3 separate regions of the Mus musculus genome follow, and regions 1 and 2 are each linked to region 3. A link is a contact called in public ChIA-PET data. All regions are on one chromosome and are shown on one strand. Each heading gives the region's core, a stretch centred on a gene start, on an enhancer-like site or on the middle of the called end of the contact. The rest is flanking DNA. Distances are from core to core; before and after follow the strand shown.

Evidence for each region. ChIA-PET counts read pairs in DNA pulled down with a chosen protein or histone mark.
Region 1: an RNA polymerase II ChIA-PET map of memory CD8 T cells shows a contact between it and region 3, with 36 read pairs. The contact joins the enhancer-like site here to the promoter of Top2b in region 3. A contact is called at or near these places in 5 of 115 datasets of contacts at active chromatin or transcription factors (the 230-238 cell line, memory CD8 T cells, pro-B cells and 2 more).
Region 2: an RNA polymerase II ChIA-PET map of memory CD8 T cells shows a contact between it and region 3, with 81 read pairs. The contact joins the enhancer-like site here to the promoter of Top2b in region 3. A contact is called at or near these places in 5 of 39 promoter capture datasets (the 3T3-L1 cell line, the C10 cell line, the SN4741 cell line and 1 more), 4 of 484 Hi-C or Micro-C datasets (CD4 T cells, CD8 T cells and adipose-derived mesenchymal stem cells) and 8 of 115 datasets of contacts at active chromatin or transcription factors (the 230-238 cell line, embryonic stem cells, large pre-B cells and 4 more).

Annotation. Positions count from the first base shown.
Region 1 is chr14:15,745,690-15,748,389 of GRCm38.p6, forward strand. No RefSeq gene overlaps it. Among named protein-coding and RNA genes, the nearest start is that of Gm31804, 28 kb to the right of the region's middle. Within about 2 kb of position 1,347, at least 53 of the 459 cell types and tissues checked have an H3K27ac peak or open chromatin away from gene starts, as enhancers often do. A contact at or near this core is called in the 230-238 cell line, memory CD8 T cells, pro-B cells and 1 more, where this site is marked.
Region 2 is chr14:15,768,769-15,771,468 of GRCm38.p6, forward strand. No RefSeq gene overlaps it. Among named protein-coding and RNA genes, the nearest start is that of Gm31804, 5.0 kb to the right of the region's middle. Within about 2 kb of position 1,258, at least 67 of the 459 cell types and tissues checked have an H3K27ac peak or open chromatin away from gene starts, as enhancers often do. A contact at or near this core is called in the 230-238 cell line, CD8 T cells, memory CD8 T cells and 3 more, where this site is marked.
Region 3 is chr14:16,363,769-16,366,468 of GRCm38.p6, forward strand. It overlaps Top2b (topoisomerase (DNA) II beta), which reads left to right and starts at 1,438. Exons shown (of 36, transcript NM_009409.2): 1 at 1,438-1,958. The coding sequence starts at 1,911.

The sequences.
Region 1 (2,700 bases), core at 97-2,596, 620 kb before region 3:
GGGCCTAGGCTGCCCCTGCTGGTATGTGAAAGCTTAAAAAACACATGTGATGTCTAAGGCTATTTTCTGATTCTATTTTAAAAGCTGAACTCAGTTGCCTGGTTGGAACTTTGGGGCTCATACAATGTTTTTGATGCTTTCTCTAAACTTGGAAACTCCTCGGTGTCACAGCCCAAAGGTGACATTCACCCATCACAGGCCACTCAACTCTGATGTGAGTATTTAGCAAAAATAGGTTGCCCACAGACGGTACCAGTCATTTACCTGACTGGCCTTATCCCCACTCCCTAGACACAGAAGTGAAATTTCAGAAATGAAAGTCGCTTGCTCAGGAATTGCAAAGAATGAAGCAAGAGCTGGATCCCTCCCCTTTTCTGTAGATTCTTCTGCTCTGTCTTTCTAAAAGGAAACATTTTGAACAAATAGAATCACAACAGACAACTCTATTAGATTCTCAGGCCTACCTGCTACATGTTACTTTTACAGTGGCAGTAGCCTTCCTCTTGGATACAAAAACCACCTTTAACATCTGTCAGCAGGATTCTCAGCCTGTGGTACAAAGCATGCCTGAGATTCCTGCTTAGGCTGGGCTGGAGCTCTGATAGGGAAAGCATGTTTACAGTGCTCTTTTGGGTCAATCACATTTTAGGATTTTTCCACACAGGGAAATTAAGTTTTCTTAATTAAATTTTAAAACCAGTGACATAAGAGGACTCAATAAATTATCATAGAAGCTAGTTGTGCTGAGCCACAGAACTTGAGAACTAAGGTTTGAACTATATGGTTACACACACACACACACACACACACACACACACACACACACACACACACACACACACACATATATATATATATATATATATATATATATATATATATATTCCCTATAGCACAGTAACTCCTCATCTTAAACACTAACCAACTGAAAATTATATTATCTCATGGAATTGACTTGAAGGAGTAAAGACTATTTTATCTCATGAAAGTACATATGCAAGGAAGCACACAACAGAACCTGGATATACTGGAGAGTGGAGGCTAGGATTAGAGGAGGATGCTTAAGCTCCTCCTCACATGGTTCTTAGTGGGATACACGGATACCAGCCAAAGCCAGCTTTAACTTCCTCCACTAGATACTTCTCTAAGATTGAATCAAATTGCTTTGTACGAACCTCTACCTGCTAGTTGATGGAAATCCCTTTACAGCAGATAAAGAGCATCCCGCATGAGTGACTACTGAGCACTAGGAGTCCAATTTGAGACCAAATATAAACACAAGATTAAATGTGAAGCCACAGGGTCCCCATCTGCCAGCATTGTGTTCTCTAAGAAGCATCACGAGACCTTCACTGAAGCCCAAGACAGGCGAGGCTCTGCCTAGTTACCACCTGGGTATGACTCAGAAACCCACTTCCTCTCACCAATCCCCCATCAAGTTACACATTTTTCTTAGTTTTTTTTTTTTCTGCTTAATATTTTTAATTTATTTTTATTAGGTATTTTCTTCATTTACATTTCCAATGCTATCCCAAAAGTCCCCCATACCCCCCCCCACTTCCCTACCCACCCACTCCCACTTCTTGGCCCTGGCATTCCCCTGAACTGAGGCATATAAAGTTTGCAAGACCAATGGGCCTCTCTTCCCAATGATGGCTTAATTTTTATTTTTCAAAGCCTCAGTAGCATTTTTTAAAAGCAGTTTGTAGGCAGTGTGAGTGTGAAGTGGTCTCTCCTTTGATAACACAAAGGGACAGTGAAGCAAGAACATGTGGGAACGTGATGAAGTAGGAGAGAGATGCTAGCTGAGCAACTTCAGGAGGGAGTCTCAATAATTAGCAATTTTGTTTTTAACCATTGTGGGCACTTCCATTTGTCCAGGTGTCCTGGCCTGGCCTGAAGCTGGAAATACCTGGGTTCTATCAGTAGTTCTGCCCTGCAAACTAAAATACCAAAAATACCAAATTGTTTAAGGGTGCTGACAGTACTCTGGTTTTTTTTTTTTTTTTTTTTTTTTGGTTTTTTTTTTGTTTTGTTTGTTTTGTTTTTTAATTTAACTTATCCTTTTCAGAATAGCAGCTGAAGCCTGGAACCTGTGGATGATCAGATACTTCACTAACCTTTAAGGGTGTGCCAGCAGAAGGTGTGCCAGGCAAGACACAGAAATGACAAGTCACATGAAGACCTCATGTGTAGGACAACTGTCCTGCTCAGCTCACTTCTCGTGCTTAGAGCAGGTTGATTATGACAACACTTTCCTGGGATCTATTTCGACTCTAAAGAATTTCTTCTTGTTTCATCTCTCATACATTCTCAACTATAATAAAATTCCTTTCGGAAACTCATTCTTTACATGGCATAAGACCATAGGACCATAGAGAGGAAGGTGGCACTGGAAGGTGCTCATGAGTACTTGTCCTTGCATCTTTAGCATCTGTACTAAGAAGACTACAAGTTACCTGTAGCCCAATGGAGGGCTTTTTCATTAAAGTCTTTGCATTTTGAAAGAGTCTGTGACTATTTGGAATGAAATAATTTAGATGAGCTTCTTCTGCTGGTGTTTTATGAAATGCCATTCTGAATGTGTTTTCATGGAATGGTGTTGTGTTGGTCAGGGAGCTATAGAATGTCTGACATATATATCTTAATCATAGCCTTTGATTCCTCTGGACCCAGAGAAGATCAATTAATCTGAGTACA
Region 2 (2,700 bases), core at 8-2,507, 600 kb before region 3:
TCTTTGCTGTCTTCCAGTCTTGTATGTTGAAAAGATGAGCTTCCTGTAGATACTGTTGGCCAGTACCAATTATTGTGAGTTTGTTTACAGTTCTTGAAGCAAGAACATCAGAAGTGTTCAGGTATAGAGCCCATGGAGCACACTCCCAGACCCACCTGTGCTCTCAGTAACTGGATAACATTCAATAGTCCCTCTGGCAAGCATACTGAATTATGTCCCTTACACTATGGCACCAATGGAAGGGAAAACACACAACACAAAAGTGATGAGATCAAGTAAACACTAGATTGTGATCAGACTTTACAGAACAGCCCTTCATGAGGGGGCAAAATAGCTTCAGAATTTAGACCCATGGCACCACTTCCAACAATAAACAGATGGATCTAAAGTCCTGAATCCCACTATGATCAGCCAAACCCATGGCTCCCCTGGGGTCTGAAGGCGAAGTAATGCATGATGGGAAATGCCTGTGATTCTAGGTGGAACCCTGAGGTAATGTACCAGTCACCAGGTCACTGTGACCATGACTTTACTGACCTTTTTGACTTTGAATTGTAGTGGTGATAGATTCTGAGATTTTTTGGGGGGGATAGTCACAGGATTCCTAACAGTAGCATATGCCTGTCCACATGCCCATGTAATACCAACCCTCATGCCTGCTGGCTTCTCTAAGTTGGTCCTTGGGGAACACTTTCAGTGTCAGCTCACTAACCCTGTCTTTTACAATTCTTGGCACTCTATTTTGTACATTTGAGAAGAAATAAAAGTGCTAACCCAGCTTGATGAGCCCTGTGTGGTTCTGGTTCTCTACATTGAGCGTTGGTTTTTTTGTTCCTGGAATAAAAATGATCCAGAAGATTTTACAGCCATTGAAACATTTGTTCGCTGTGCTGAGAACTTAAGAGGACATTCTAAAATGGTTTTCAAAATGTTTTTATGATGATGACATCAGCTGATATGAGTTTACTGTCTCTTGAGGCAAAGATCTTGAAAGCATTAGTGCTCTATTGCCAGCCCATGTCATCTTTGTTTGGCCCTCAATGGGACACAATTCCGGGTGTTTTATTCACCCTCAAAACACTTCGTTTCAAAGGGAGTTTAAACACTGTATAATAAACAGTAAAATTCAGGAGCAGAAAAAAATGAAAATGTAGGTGAGACAAGAAGGAAGTGAGAAACAGTCTTACAGAAAGCAACACTGCAGCCACAGTGTGAACCACAGTGTGACACCCATGGGAAAGGGAAACCAAGCCGCAGCCATGAGACAGGAAGAAGCCGGCTGCTGGGAAAGAATGACGTCACTTTCAGCAGTTACTCTTTTCTGGTAGAACGGGGAGGGTCAGACACGTTTTCTTCAGAAAAAAAAAAGAAAAGAAAAAAAAGAATGGAAAAATGGTTCCAATCAGTTCTGTCTCAGTGCCAGAAGGAATGAGACCCATGCTGCTGCACATCAGGTCAGTCCACAGGATGTGGCTGCATCCTTCACAGCTTTCTAAATGCAGAAGCTTTGAATCAGTAAGCCTGCTTTTAGTGAAATACAGTTTCAAGTCCAATTATGATGATATACACCTGTAACTCCATCAGGAGCTGAGACAGGAGGGCCACTTCTCCAAGATAACTCCTTCAGTGAACACAGGACTCCTAAAGTCAACACAGCCATGGAGGTTGCATGAGAGAACTTGCCCAAACCATGAAGCCTTGAGCCTTACCTTTCTTGGCATTTTAAGCACAAAAAAAAAAAAAAAAAAAAAAAAAAAAAACCATATCCTGGTCAGAACACTTCAGTTAACAAGAGCAGTTAGCAAGAAGTAGAACTGCAGGAGCAAAAAAGCAGTTAGTACATTTGTGGCTTTTCCAGCCACATCCCTGGACCATTGATGTAACCTTTGTATCTATTTTGTGAGGTGGTTTAGGTCTAAGTTCTTGTGTCAGATGTCCCCGCCTATGTTCTGAGTTCCAACACCTGAATGGGTTTCTGTCATTGCAATAGTTGTGCTAAGGTCTGGGAGCATGTTAGTTATATCATAAGCATGAGTCCAGCCTGAGGTACATATCCTGCCTCATGATATCAATCAAATAATAATAATAATAATAATAATAATAATAATAATAATAATAATAATAATAATAATTCAATTGAGAATACTTAATTTTGAATAATATAAATACCACTAAGAAAAGTAATTTGTAAATAATCCCCAAACTCATTTGATCGAGTCAATTGTGAACTAATAATTAATAGTTAAGATGTAAGGATTGTTACTCCCAAATATTTTTAACATAGAATATATGACATATCTCCTCCTCTCTGAGAGATATGAGGCTGCACTATCTTATTACATACCTCTGAAGATTTCAGCTAAGTCACACACATCTAATGATGCTGGTCAGGAGTCATCTCCACACAGTGGACATGAGAGCTGGAAATTGTTAGGTACATGATAATGTTTGAGACAAGGTGGGCAAACTAAAGAATGATTAAAAAGTATCATTAAATCAGCTCTCAGAAAACGATTCTAAAATTCATTGTCATTCATTTTTTTCTGTTTGCTCCATGGGGTCTGACTCCTTGCATCCAGTCTTCTATTTGTTGATTCTAGTGACAGCTTACAGTGTTAGTTTCGAAACTAGTTCATGATTCTTCATAGTGTGTGCAATATAGATTCTGAGCTCCTCCATGCTCTGTCTGAGAATGCTGTG
Region 3 (2,700 bases), core at 188-2,687:
TGGGTACTTAGGGATGTAAAGTCACAATACATAAATGAGTATAAGTCCCCAGGTAAGAAGGCCCGATGATGGACTTGGGAAAGCTGGTAACATGACTGTGGTGCTTTAGAGTCAGGGGCGCAGCCCAGCTTAGATCCTGCCTAGCGCTTTATAAGCTTTAACACTAGATTCAAAGTAAAGAAAGGTTTTGGTGTTCTTAGTCAGAATCCCCAAATAAACTGAAATTCCACGGTCTCCAGAGAGCTAATTAAGAACTACATTGAAATGATTTCCGTGTTTCAGAGCTCCCCACTTGGATTCAGAATGCAGCAGCGATTGAGAGGTGTGACCCCAAAGTTTCCCTTAAGGGAAGCACTCAGCTGCCGGAGAGACTCAAGGAAATACTTTCACAGAAAGTTGTTAGCTCTAGCTGGGTAAAGTTCTTCGGTGTGGTGTCCTCCTGTTAGTCACTCTTGGAAGATTGACGTCGGAGGAGGCTGTTGTCCCTTTAAACCCATTGCCACGCCTGACAGAGCATGGCTGGGAGTATGCCCAAAGAGAACTTGTTGAATGCAATTCCATTTACAGGCTGGGTGAAGTCAAGAGCTCTTCCATCTGCCAAAAGCTTTGGCGTTGCAAATTTTATTCTTAGAAAGCTTCCACACGAAAAAAGTCTATTTCATGATGTGTACCTGAAAGCTGAGAAGTGACAGGGACCTGTCTGCATTGTTGGGAGGAAAGGTCTGTAGCCAGAAAAGGGAGTCCTGACCCGTTCGCATTCCTTCCCGGGAACGTTCTCTGGGCACTCTTAGCACCCCAAGTTCCCTAACTGGTGGCACTGAAGACCGCTTGCCCTGTTTAGGGGCAAGGCAGAGAGACGGTCGGTCGGGGGTCGGGCGGATGCAGCAGCAACCTGGGGCCTGAGCGCGGGGTCCGGCTGCTCTAGGCGGCGCACGGTCCCGTCTGCAGTTCGCTAGCTCCCTCCGGGGCCCAGTCCCTGGGGGCGGCTAGGGCTTCCTGCCTCCCTGCCCCCAACCCTCCCCCCCCCCCCCCCCGCTCCCGCTCCCCCCGCGGCCTCGCGGCAAGTCTGCAGGACACAGTCCGGAGGTTTCCACAGCCCTTGTCCCAGGACTCCCGGCTCCTTTGGATGCCCCGGAATGACTCTTGACAGCCGCCTGCTCTCCCTTCTGACGGAAACCCCATTCACTCGCCTCGCTCTCCCTTACACTCTCTCTCAGACACAAACAAAAAACCCAAGTCTGCCTCTCAGTTGCTACCCGCAATGACGTTTTCCCCTCGGGTCCCGCCCCCCTAGGGGCCTGAAATTTTGGGATTGGTCGAAGTACTGTAGTGACAAGGCTGTGATTGGACGATCCATGGTTGACTGACAGCCGGTGACCACCGCACCCTCCCCCTCCCGGAGCGCGCCTGTGTGTGCCGTGTTATGCCGGACTAAAGGGAGGCCACCACGGCGGCTCTGTTTATTGTCCCTCTTGGACTGTGCTCCGGAGGACCGGTTCAGACGCCGCTTGGGCGGTTTTGAGGCAGTGGCGGCCTTTGAGGCTGCGGCGACCGCGGCGAGGACTCTGCGGCTTCGGTGGCTTGAGGAGAAGCAGCGGCTCATTCCTGTCAGGGCTCTGGCTCGCGAGTCCTAGCCGGCCCGCTTCAACCTCGTCCCTCATCCGCGATCCCAATCGCCCGCGTGGGTCCCGGAAGGCCGCGCCGCATCGCCAGCCCTTCCTAGTCCTCGACCACTCTGTAGGCCCGGGCGCCGCGCTCGAGTTTGAGGGCGGCGGGCAGCGCGGCCTCCTCAGCGGCTCGGGCCCGCGATGGGGCGCGGCTAGGAGTGCTGCGCGCAGCGGTCAGTGCGAGCGGCGGGCCCGGCGTCCCCGGAGCGCGAGCAGCCCCTGGCCTGCACGGGAGGCGCTGCCATGGCCAAGTCCAGCCTCGCGGGCTCTGACGGGGCGCTGACCTGGGTGGTGAGTGCGGCGCGGGCGGGCGCATTGTTCGTGGGCCGCGGGCGACGCGGGCGGGGTGAGAGCGTGGTGCGGCGGGCGCCCTGTCAGGCTGCAGTCGGGGCCTAGCCCCGTGTGCCCTTTCTCTCTGCTTTCGCCTCCACCAAGGCTCAGGCTGCTGAACAATGCTCACCGGAAACTTCAGGGTGCACACCGAGAGTGGGGGGACCGCGATAATGCGAGCCTCCGGGCCAACCCTCCATAAGTGCAGCACCAGAAAATAGTGCCCGGTATGCTACGGCTTCCGGCGGCCTGTCCCAGAGGAATGTGCACTTGAATGGTCACTGCGGGTTGCGCCTCCCCAGAAAAGGCTCATTCCGCAGAGAGGGTATTTGGGACGACTTTGACAGCAGGCTAGAGACCGCCCGCGGGATTAAAAGAAGAGTTTACTTACGTCAGCCTCCCGTGTACACCGTGTGGGGGCCCAGGGGTGTCCCTCGGAGGTGAGGGGGTGCTTAAGCCTGAACTTGGAGGATTGCAGAGCTCAGTTCCTGGAGGGAGGTGGACTTAGCAAGTGCAGCGGGAGCAGTTGGAACGCGGCTCCCAGGACAGATCGATAACTCCAGCATTTCACTTACTCAGCACTGAGTTCAGACCAGGGTCATTTCCCAAACAAAACACCGGACTTAGTAGATGAGGCCAGCAGCTTGGACAGAAAATTTACACATTTCAGGGACTTTAACACATCCCTTCCAGAGGATCCTAG